2 separate regions of the Mus musculus genome follow, and region 1 is linked to region 2. The links are chromatin contacts, called in public promoter capture Hi-C maps. All regions are on one chromosome and are shown on one strand. The core of a region is the stretch at or near the end of the contact, and the rest is flanking DNA. Distances in the headings are between cores, read along the strand shown.

Region 1 (5,957 bases), core at 3,040-5,539, 3.4 Mb before region 2:
TTGGTAGAGTGCTTTCTTAGCCTGTACAAAGTCCTGGGTTCAGTCCTCAACACTAATAAAACTGGATGTAGAGGCCTGAGTCCCCACTCTCTGGGCCTGTACTGAGTGTGAAGTGAGCTCAGCATACAGGAGCTCCTGTCTAAAAAGGAAAAAAAAAGTACTGCTTTCCCAAGACGCCACAGCACACAGCAGTTCAAAGGGCGCTGATGTTGGCTCATGCTTCCCCACGAACACCCTTGTACGAAATCCTGAGCTTTAACACGTGCCAAGCACCGGGTACTATGTGATTTGCATAAATAGTCTGAATCCCAAGACAGCAAAGGGGGCAGTGAGCATGGCTCAGTGGCAGAACTAGTGTTTAGTGCAGACGAGCCCAAAATTTCTTTTTATCCCAAAAATAAAAACTTTAAGAAGGCAATACTATCCACAGATAAGAAAACTCCGGCTGGGCAGAGGTGGCACAGGCCTTTAATCTCAGCACTTGGGAGGCAGAGGCAGGTGGATTTCTGAGTTCAAGGTCAGCCTAGGCTACAGTACAAAGTGAGTTCCAGGACAGCCAGGGCTACACAGAGAAACCCTGTCTTGAAAAAAAGAAAAGAAAGAAAAGAAAAGAAAACTCAGGCTTAGTAGTGTTTTAAAACAATCTTTCCTGAGATGATACCTATGAGTGGATTCTTGCATTTTTATGCATCATAAATTTCAAGGAATATATATTAGGTCTGGTGGGGGGCGGCTGTCATGAGCCTGACACAGGAGAGCTCTTAAAACTTCACACACAAAGCAATAAATAGTATTTGGACAAACTGATTTGGTTTTCTTTGTTATCTCCCAGGATCTGGCCCAGAATACATGCTCAATAAAAAAACCTGTCTGTCTAAGCCAATACTTTAAAATTAATTCCTAAAATAATTTGATCACAAAGGGAAAACCTAACAGATTGAAACTGTTTAAACTAAATTAGGTGGTATAATAATAATTACACAAAATATACCGTCAAGCCCTTAGTGCTATTTTAGCCAATGACACAAAAGGAAAAAAAGTAAAAGAGGGAGAAATAAACTAAGTCTACCGTGAGAACTCTGCAGATCCTCTCTTCATCCTGAGTTTCTGAGACAGAGCTTCGTTATATACCTGAGCTGGTGATCTTAAGCTCATTAAGCAAACTGGGCTAGCCTCGAACATGATGCCTTCTTCCTGCCTTCTGAGAGACAGGCTTACAGGGGAGAGCCACTGCACCAGGCACGAGTTTTCAACTAAGAACTGCAGTGGGCAAAGCACGTGCTGTAAGCAAATCTGTCATCTGATTCGGCTGGACCTGTTTCCCAAGCACACAAAAATGTAAAAATGTAAAAGTTGACTGTATTTAGTCACTAGCAGCCAACTAATACTGGAATTCAATAACGAACTCCAGAGTCATTTACAAAGAATCACAGGTCATCCACGAATCATCCAAATGTTAGCTTTCAGGGAAGAGAAAAGTGTCTCTCTTATGGGTTAAAGAGCCTCTGGTGTAACTCAGAAAAAGTTAACACACTTTTCAGTTTTCATCCTACACACAGAATAGGTTATAACCACTATGCAAGCACACAGCACTTGGGGATCTTTCCTTCCTTTTTTTTTTTTTTAGATAGCATTTACTTAGTAATTCCTTAATTCAGTAGCTGCCCTAGCATTACTTTCTTCCTCTAAAGGCTCAAGTTTCTTTCATTTCAAAACACCACTCTTGAAGACAAATTCTTCTCTTAAAAAAAAAAAAAAAAAAAAAGACTTACTCATGTCACTCAGAAAGAGGGGGCGAAAAGTCAAGAGACAAAACTGGAGACAGTCCTATTAGTCTTATGTAACTTAGTTTGAGTTGGAATTATTTCAGTAGTTCAACGAAAGCCTTAGGTTTAGGCCCAAAGAAGAGTTCTTTAAAATATTCTCCATTCGTGCAAATTCTTGAAAAACTAAAAAGATCCTTTTTATTTTAAAATAAGTAACTAGCAAAGTACAGTGCCAAGATAAACAAGGTAAATTGGATTAAAAATTAAAAGCAAGGCCCAGCATGGTGAGCTTTAATTCCAGCACTTGGGAGGCAGAGGCAGGGAAATCTCTGAGTTTGAGGCCAGCCTGATCTACAGAGTGAGTTCCAGGCCAGTTGGTCCCTGTCTTTAAAATATATGTGTGTGTGTGTGTGTGTGTGTGTGTGTGTGTGTGTGTATTAGACAATATTGGATATAATCTAAAAATAAGCTAACTTATTAATACTAATTTTTGCATATCATCATATAATTACACATTATCTACCAAAGAAATTGAGAAGTGACTTTCAAGAGCAATAGATTTCTGTTGATCCAACTTGCAAACAGAACTCCAAAGATGTAGTTACTTACTCTAGCTTAATTAAATTGCCTTTAATATTTACAAATTATTTCATCGGGGCAAGTAAGTATCAATCGTTACAAACAGTAACTTTGCACTCCAGTTATCCTACCAGACAAGGTCCTGAGTTGAATTCAACTACAAGCCATGTGTTAACTACATTTCACCATAGACACTTGAGCCTCGATGTAACAGAGGCCACAAATTCCGGCATTGCTCTGGGAACCACTGCTTGCTTAATCAAGCACCGACCTGCAGATTCACCCTTCTAAAAGGACTGAAAGTCAGAGGTCAAGTTTCACTATCTACCTTTCCTAAACGAATTAGGGTTTGGGATTTCACTGGGAATGACCAAGTTTATCAAGAAGCCATCGCCCTGCCGAGACATTTAGTAACAATACCTTCTCTGTTTTTCATTCAACCACTTCGATTCCATTTCCACTAGAATTCAGACACACACAAAAAGCTGATTCCGAGGCCTCGCAGAAAAGTGTCCTCTGGGAAGAAACCCTGAGATCGTTGCATACATTACACCTCTCAGAGAAGGTGAAGGGAAAGGAAAGGAAAGGAAAGGAAAGGAAAGGAAAGGAAAGGAAAGGAAAGACTGTCAAACACTATAGCGACATTACCTTGCTCGTCTTGTGATCAAACCAGACGAGGGCATGGTTCCTTGACAGCACTTTGCAATCAAAGGTGGCATTATTCTGCGCTGGTCGACAGCGTGCCACCGAGCGGCCGATCTTGATGGGCTCGTCCAGGTAGACATGACGCTCCTGAAACGGGTGCGAGTTCGGGCGGCAAGTGAAGATGGCCAAGGCTGACGGCATCGAGGACAGGCTGGGGGGTGTCTGGACCAGGGACAATGAGGAGCTCCTCCAGGTTCGGAATGCTCTTCTCAAGCCTACACCCCCTAACCCCCCAAAATTTTTAAATTAAAACAAACTGCGCATTGTCTAAGCATAACCAGTGAACATCAACAACTCTTCAATTGGGCAGGAGGACAAGCCAGCGCAAGCCCCATCACCTCCTTTAAAATACAGAGGCACCTTGACCAAAAAAAGTCCCCAACTAGCAGCTTTCAGTCCATCTTCCCTAGGAAGAAAAGGCTCAAACATTGGGCAGCTTCGGCCAAGAAAACTCCTGGAAGACAGTTTGGGGACAGGAGGTATCCGAGCAGATGAGTCACACACCAGTTCTTGTGTTTTGTTTGAGATCCCGGCCGCTTGTCCCCTTCGGTAGCGGAAACGGTGCAGCACTGCAGCATGAAGAGGGTTGACTCGCGCAGCCAGGAAGGTCCTTCGGGGCTCAAGGAAGAGGCGCGGAGGACCTCCGGGCAGCCACCGCGGGGCCTCGGGGCTGAGAAGAGGTGCGGGGACGGACGAGGAGGACTAGAGGGCCAGCGGGCCGGGCTGCATTGCCCTGCTGCGCCGAGGCCGCCCGGGAGTGGCAGGGGTCCCCGGCCCAGCGTGAGCCGAGGCTGCGATCCCGGGCTGGAGGCGTGGGAGGGCTGCCGGGGCACGGGCGGCGTCTGGGTCGCGAGTCCCGGGCACCTGACGGGTGTCCCCGCGACCAGGGCGGGGACCCGGCTCTGCAGGCCGGTGCGGACAGAGCGAGGAGCTACCCCGGGGAGGCTCGGGCGACCGGGCGGGCGAGCGGGCCGACGGGCGGGCCGGCGGGAAGTTGGTTTCTCGGAGCTCTCGGGCTCTGCTGCTCAGCACATGGGCCACCTCCCCTCAGGAGCGTCCTCGCGAGGGTCGCATCGCAGGGACTGGCGGCTCCCGCAGGACGACGGGGTGGGGGAGGGAGGCTGGCCCGGAGGTGGAGGGAGAGGCCTGGAGGCCGGGGCTGGGTCCGCCGCAGCCTCCTCCACTCGCAGCCAGTGCGGCAAGCTCAGGCGGTGGCGGACGAGGCAGGAAACTTTCCGACCTAGGCGGGGAGACACCAAAACAAACGGCAGTCAGGGACCGGCGCCCGCTCGCCTCAGCCCTCGCCCCCTTCAGCCAGCCCCCGCCAGTCCCCGGCCGCTGCCTCCGACCTCGGGCGACCTCTCCTTGCTCAGGCTACGGGATTCCGGAGCCAGGACGGAACGTCGGCTCCTTCCTCCCTTGCCGCCACCGCCGCCACCACCTCCGCCGCCGCCTCAGCTTACCTTGCCAGCGTTGGCCGCCATAGTGACTCTGACTGAAACCTACCGGGTGCACCGCCACGGGAACGCGCACCCTTTTCAAGGGCCCTCCTCCGCCGGCTCCCGTGCCGTAGATAGGGGGTATCATGTGATTGACGCCGTGGAAGCCATGTTTGTCACTGGCAGGGAAGAAGGCAAGCTTATTTTTAACATGACCCCTGGCGCCATCTTTGTTAAGGGCCAGAAGCTTCAAAGCTCCAGACAACCTTAAGGGCCATTTTGGTTAAGGGCAAGAGAAACTTTGAGGGGTTGAATGTTTCAAAAGCACACACAGCGGCAACATATGAATAAGAAAGTACCTACAAGTACCTACGTGTACTAAGTGTGTTTACTACAGTTCTCACTGAAAATACTAACACGTGCGGAGAATAATTCCATGCAAAGGACATACTCATTAGCAGTCATCGTAGCTGTGGGCAACTGAGTCACTCACCACTGCTCTACAGATGACCAAATTCCACAAGTCCCTAGACTTAATGACACCTGAAGGACTTTCCTCCCTCTGCTAATTCACCGGGCTTTATGAATTCCATCCCAAATTCCTGTCCTTTTCACTGATGCGACTATGTTTCTCAGAACTCCTTCGTGGGTTCTAACGTGGAGAACAGAAAGTTGTGGGGGGTTTTTTGGAGTGGGGGAGGATTTTGTTGGGGTAATGGTAGGGTTAGTGACAGGGTTTCTCTGGCTGTCCAGGAGCCCTTTAAGTAGATCAAGCTGGCCTACAACTCAGAAATCTACCTGCCACTGCCTCCAGCGTGTTGGGATTAAAGGTGTGCGCCACCACACCCTACTTGAGACCAGAAAGTTTTAAAACACGTTTCCAAAGAGGGGTCAAGGTCGAAAGTTACTAATAGGAAAATACAGAGAATAACCCAACCAACAATCCTGAAGTCTGTGTTAAGCCTGGGAATTGCGAGGAGAAAGACCAGTATGTATGGAGTCATTGTTCCAAAGAAGAAAAAACCGTGGCTCGAGCTGAAAGAAAACCTTAGGAAAGACTGTAGAGAATCTTAATCTCTTCAAATCAGTGTTGACTTCATTCTTGAGATTCCTGTGACCACAGACTTCCCTGAGAAACGTTGGACATGGCTTTAAACTTCTTTAGGATACTTTTTCTCTTCTATAACATAATGACAAGACACAACCCCCTTGCAGAGAGGCTTTGTGGTGTCAAACCACATTAACAGTATTCATTTCATTGCTTCTGTAATGCTATGCTGTGTCTAAGTGACACAGATGAGCACAGCCTTAGTCTCTGCCCTCTGGTTATAGAACCAGTGTAGTGGGTTTGAAACTGAAGGAACAAAATAAGGCAAAGACTCTGATATATTCAGAGCTCTTCTAAAGGGAGGGAGGCAGGGACATCCTCCAAGGAGAAGTCACAAAAACTGAATGAAGAAAGGTTGAA
Region 2 (6,250 bases), core at 2,754-5,253:
AGATATACCTTTCTATAGCAAGAGTACTATGGTTGAGTATATGGTAGTGCAATACCTCCACTTGTGTTGAGAGTCAAGGGCACAAACTACAGGACGTAGAGAATTTGTCCTAAGAAGCTCTGGGCATGCTGCATGAGCTCGTTAGGACTTGGTTTGCTACCTGTAAATAATAAGGGAAGCTACTTATTAGCTGTGGTGGTTTAATAGGTATGGCCCCCTATAGACTCATGTGTTTAAATGTTGGGCCATCGGGAATGGCACTATTAGAAACTGTGGCCTTGGTGGAGTAGGTATGACAGTATGTCATTGTAGGGGCTGGCTTTGAAGTCCCCTATGCTCAAGCTGCTCCCAATATGGCACCCAGTCTCCTTTTGTTGCCTTTGGATCAAGATGTACAACTCTTAGCTCCTCTAACACCATGTCTGCCTGGACATTGTCATGCTTTCTGTCATGATAATAGACTAAGCCTCTGAAACTGTAAGCCAGCCCCAATTAAATGTACTCCTTTAAAAGACTTGTCATGGTCCTGGTGTCTGTTCACAGCAATTAAACCCTAACTAAGACATTAGCATTGAGATTTAAATAAATGAATACAAGAAAAACATTCAGAACTCTGGCACAGGAAAGTGTTACATAAACATGAGTAGTTTGGTGATAATTGAATCAATAAATATGCATAGAATATACATTCATTCATCCATTCAAGAGATATTTACTGCGTGCCCTTGATATGGGAATCTTTATAGAATAAGCACTCTGATCCCAGTGAGAGTAGAAGAGAGGAGATGTCACCAGTGGACAGAAGCAGGGATAGTTCCTGAAAGAGGGTGATACTGAGTCTAGTTTGTGTTCTCATTTTATACTCTAAAACTACAAGGGAAGGTGAACAAGCAAGCAATGTTTTACAGAAGTAAAGGTGGCAGCGAGCATGCTGTTAGGACAAAGGTTTGTTTCAGCTAATTCTCCAGGCCATTCTGTTCCAGGTAGCAAGAGAAGTCATGGTTGGCAAATCGGCAGAATAAGTAGTGCTTTAAGTAAATCACCAAATAAATCAGTAAGTCAGTATCTAAAAATTGGTCTTCTTGCCTTATTCTGTTTCACCTTTTCTCTGTTAGTCCAACAGTGTTTTTATATTACACCAATCATGTCTAGGAGCAATGTACTAAGTGGGAGCCACATAAGTAATTTAAATTTCTCTAATAACCATATCAAGATGTAAAAGGAAAAATTATTTTTAATGAAGTATTTTGGTTATTTATTTTCTGGTTTTCAAGTAGTCTCACATTGCTCTTTCAGATGACCAGAGTTCAATTCCCAGCACCCATACAGCAACTCACAAACATTTGTAGCTCTAATTCCAGGGGAACCGATGCCCTCCCTGGCCTCCATGGGCATCAACTATGCAAGTGATACACAGACACACACACACATATATATATACAGGCCAAACACACACACAAATTTAAGTTTAATTAATTCTTCAAAGCCAGACATATTCCCATCAAATATAAGTGAGAAATTGTGAAAGGCTTTGCACGTTGAGGAAAACCTTAGGAGAACTGAACCCAAGAAGAGCAGTAGGTAGAGAAGTTCTCCTTAGGAGAAACTGTGCACATAAGCAAGAATTCAGGAAAACAAAGGGTCTATTGAGGAACTAGAAACCAGAGAGAATAATCTAAGTGGTATCAAAGGAACCTCCCACAGCTAACCAGGGCGTTATGTGGAAGGTGGTGGCTAAAAGGCTAATGAGCAGATTGGTGAGGCTGTATTGAACTGGCAGCCAGAAGTAACACAGGTTGAAACACAGGGAGGCTAGGGATAGTTTGGGATATCACTGCATTAAGGTGCAGGAATAAAATCTAAAGAGGAATGAAGAGGAAGTAACTGGCCTGAGATCCGGGGTTTGCTCCCTTCCTTGTGTGGCTACTGGTGCTGTTTGTTTGTTGAGACAAGGTCTCACTGTGTAACGCCTGCTGGATGGAAACTTGCTATGTAACTCAAACTGACCTCAACTCACAGGACTGCAGCCTAAGCCTTCCAACTGCTCGGCTTACAAGTGTGCACCACCACACCTTGTACAGGGGTACCAGGCGGATGAGGTTCCTGATCCCTTAGCGTTTACTAATGAAGAGTGACAACACTAAATAATCAGGTTAGTAATTCCATGTTGTGATAAGGACTATGAATAAACTGACCAGAGATGAGGAATCAAGGAGAGACACTCAAATGATGACACTCGGGCTGACAACTGAAGGGGAAAGGATGGGGAACTGTCGGTGAGTCAGTTAACGTGTTACAGGAAGAATAGCTATGTGCACGTTCAGGGAGATGAAAAGACTTAGGGCACTCACAAAACTGTAAAAAAAAAAAAAAAATTATTGCCAGAGTGTGTTTTGGGTGGGAATGTGTAGCAGAAGCTAAAATCAAGTGAACAGGTCAGGCTATATCAGTGGATACTGAAAAGGACCTAGTTTGTAAGAGCAATGGGAGATCACTACATTTTAGTGTCTAAAGGGTTTTAAGCAAAACAAAGTTTTGTTTTGTTTTTTTTAAATAAATCATTCTTGTTGCAGTCTGACAAAAGTATAACCAGGGATTTCAGTTAGAAGGAAAAGAGAGCACAGAGAGTGAGAGGCAACGTCATGGTTTAAGCCCAGGTCTAGAAAGGCCCTTGAGAAAAATCACGGACCCAGGTTGGGAAGAGAGCTCGGTGGGTAAAGTGACTGCTACACAGACATGAGGGCCTGGATTTTAGAATCCCCAGCAGTCATGTAAAAGCCAACAGTGGTTGCACACAACTCAGACCTATCCTGGAGGATGAGACAGGCAGATGGCCAGAGCTCCCTAGCCAGTCCAATAAGGTGGAAAACACCCAACTCTCCCTTTCTGTACTGACTGCACACCTCATTCCTCCCTTCCCCTCTCCTCACCCCCACTCCCCGCACCACAAAGGAAACACAACAGGGGCAGCAAGGAATTTTCTTCAAACTTACTGGATGCCCAAGACCTGCCTTCTAACGCATATGTCACGTCTACAATGCTGACAAGCAGAGGAAATTGTCATTCTGAAGTTCATTTGATTTTCCCTAGTTGTGTCTCTACAGCTATTAAAAATGCCACTTCTTAGCTGGGTGTTGGTTACACCTTTAGTCCCAGCACTTGGGAGGCAAGAGACAGGTGGATCTCTGAGTTCAAGAACAGCCTGCTCTACAGAGCTAGTTACAGGGCAGCCAGGGCTACACAGAAAAACAGTCTCGAAAAATAACAAATTCCACTTCTTGAACTTATACAGATCCACCTGCCTATGCCACATGAGTACTGGTATAGGCCTGGTCTACAAAGTGAGTTCAAGGGCAGCCTGGGATACACAGATCCCAAATCAAAAACAAACAAAAACAAGACAAAAGACAAAAACAAAAACCAGCTGGGTGTGGTGAGGCTTGTCTTTCATCCCTGCGCTACGGAGGCAGAGGCAGGCAGATCTTTGCGTTTAGGGCCAGCCTCGTCTACAATGTGAGCTCAGAGCCAGGAATACAGTGTGAGTCCTGTTTCAAAAAAGCAAAACAAATAAACTGAGAGCAGAAATAACCGGCTTAAAGGGAATACGGTCCAGAGGGACTTAAAAGTGAGTTCAGCAAAACCTGATGGTTAAAGCTCTTCATGTCCCAGACACCGCCTCAGAGCCTCTCCCTGCCACTCCAAAAGACAGCAACACATCTGGAAAGCTGAGGAACGTTCCGCCCTCCAAGCCCTTCGAGCCACCTCGGACCCGAACCCTGCGCGTGTCTGCCAACTAGCAAGCAACTTCCGGTCGGCAGTGCTGTGGCCTCAAAGACTCTCGGTCAAACCGGAACCAAGTGAGGGGGGTGGGGAAAAGGACCCTCAAACAATGTTTCTCCTAGACGTCATATCCGGTCTCCTGACTCAGGCAGTATCCACGCCAGCGGAAGTTACTTGTGTGACTGGGCGGAACCTCTAGTCAGGAGTGGTCTCCCAGCAGCCAATGGGCTCGACCCACCTCTAGCCTGACTTGGGTCTGTCAGTGGCCTGTGACGTACAGGGCGGGGCGGGAGGCTAGGTACGGCGACAACAGGGGCGTCCGGTCTTCTCTGTCGCTAGGAAGCAGGCAACCGGAGGGAAGATGGTTTACATCTCGAATGGTGAGTGAGAGCCTTACCCTGGGCCGCTTCTGTCCTGACTCGCCGGGTCCTGAGCTTGGGGCGGCCTCCCCCACACCAGTGGCCGGAAGGAGTGGGAAGCGGAGGCGGTGGGAGCCGAGGCGCAGCCCAGAAGGTCCCCGGGTGCCGCTGGGGGACCCTGAAGCCTCCTGGTACAGCCAATTTTCCGATTGTGGGTTTGCGATAGTGATCCCGGGCGCGGGTGTCCTTAACCCGGGAATGACAGAGACGCTAACCCGGTCCGGATACAACGCGCTTTTGTTTGGGCCGCTAGAGCCGCGTTCTTTGCCTAGCATCTCTTTCATCCTTGTAACTGTTCTATTCAGATGGTGTATTTCTATCCCTGTTTTTCGGATGCAGACTGAGACATAGATTGACTAGCTCGCTAAAGATCACAAAGGCAATATGAAATTTAGGTTAAATTGAACTCAGGTTGGCTCCAGTATTACCTACCATACTGCCTCTATAATGCGTACAATAATGATGGCGATGGTGGTGATGCAGGACTAGCAAGAATATGAAAAAAATAAATAAAATCTGGAGACAGGGTCTCACTTTGTAGTTTTATCTGCCCTGTAACTCACTGTGTACGCTAAGGTGGCCACTAACTCCCAAAGATCCTCCTGCCTCTGACTCCGGAGTAGTGGGATTAAATTAAAGGCAAGCACCACCACGCCAGGCAATACAAAAGTTGTGACAGATTTTTCTCCCCTAAAAGTGTAGCTAGTCCTAAGCCCAAGACTTTACCCAGTTTGAAAGAACTTGGGAAGCAAGTCTCCAATTACTGGAAAAGAAAAAAATACAGCCTGAGAAGGTCGTATCAGTGCCAGAACCATCTGCCCACCTGTGTGACTTAGGTGAGACTCCTTGGCGCATTTCTACAAGACTCTCTTGGGGCCCTGGAAATAGGTGTGGTTGTATCAGATTCATCTCTGTATCTCTAGAGAGTAGGGCGATTAGCAGAAGTCTTAGGGCTGAGAGCACTTTGAATTTCTCGGCTTTTTTCAGGATTTCACCTCCTGATTACAAAGCTTTGGGATAGGTGGTGTGATGGGCACTACAGGAAGCATCATCATTCCATCTTCAGTTTCGAGCGCTCGCAGATTCTGTTATTTGCAATTTAGGTCACTAGCTCATACAGCTATGCACTCAAAAGTGATCAGTGTTCTTCTGCTGCATCCATCTCGCCACTAAAATGTCATGTGCATTTTACCAGTGAGAAGGAGATGGCAAAGAGATGCCTAGAATGAGTTCGCCTCCGAGAATTACATACTGAAAGTAGACATCTATCGAAGGAGTGAACGCTAGATCCCAGAGTTTGACTGCACTCACAGTGGACCTCTGATGTTGACTGGCTTGAAGAAGCCAACAAGTCAAAAGCTGAGCTCATTGGTGTTGCTCCGCTGATTAAAGGCAGCGCCGAGTTGTGGACTTGTGGCACTTACCTCAGTTTCTTTCTTTAATTCTGTAGGTCAGGTGTTGGACAGCAGGAATCAGTCCCCATGGAGAGTGTCTTTCCTAACAGACTTCTTCTGGGGAATAGCAGAATTCGTGGTTTTCTTGTAAGTATAAAAGCATTTCTTTAATTGAGACCAAGTGTTGCTATTTAGTCTCATAGCTGGTTTAGTGTTATAGAGAGTCTAAGCTGTTCTGGAAGTCATTGTAGTCACCCCGCCTTAGCCTCCTAAGTGTTGAAATTACAAGAATGTGCCACCACTCCTGGTTCTGAACTTTTAATGAAGGGTTAGTTGATAATGGGGAAAAAAAAATGTCGACTTCTCAGGCATTTTAAGCAGTTCTGTATTAGATGAGGTCTCAGGCATTTTAAGTAGTTGTGTATTAGATGAGGGGTGGTGTCTGACCATTACGTGCTGTGCTACCTAAACTGCCAGCCAGTTACTACCAGGTCTTACTTACCCTGAATTGAGTAAATATTTGAATGTCTCCTGTTTGGAAAGTCATGAGTAGATAGAGAAGGATACGTCCCCCTTTCATTGAGTATTGGGCTGGCAAGTTTTATGTCAACTTGACACAAGTTAGAATTACTGAAAATAGGAACCTCAATTGAGAAA

The links. Promoter capture Hi-C pulls out the DNA fragments that hold promoters and counts their contacts.
Region 1: a contact with region 2 is called in a promoter capture Hi-C map of pre-B cells, with 9 times the contacts expected there. The contact joins the promoter of Slmap here to the promoter of Selenok in region 2. A contact is called at or near these places in 1 of 39 promoter capture datasets (pre-B cells) and 5 of 484 Hi-C or Micro-C datasets (CD4 T cells, CD8 T cells, muscle stem cells and 2 more).

Annotation. Positions count from the first base shown.
Region 1 is chr14:26,530,335-26,536,291 of GRCm38.p6, forward strand. It overlaps Slmap (sarcolemma associated protein), which reads right to left and starts at 4,290. Exons shown (of 23, transcript NM_001310445.1): 1 at 2,994-4,290. The coding sequence starts at 3,191.
Region 2 is chr14:29,964,377-29,970,626 of GRCm38.p6, forward strand. It overlaps Selenok (selenoprotein K), which reads left to right and starts at 4,004. Exons shown (of 5, transcript NM_019979.2): 1 at 4,004-4,160; 2 at 5,650-5,740. The coding sequence starts at 4,142.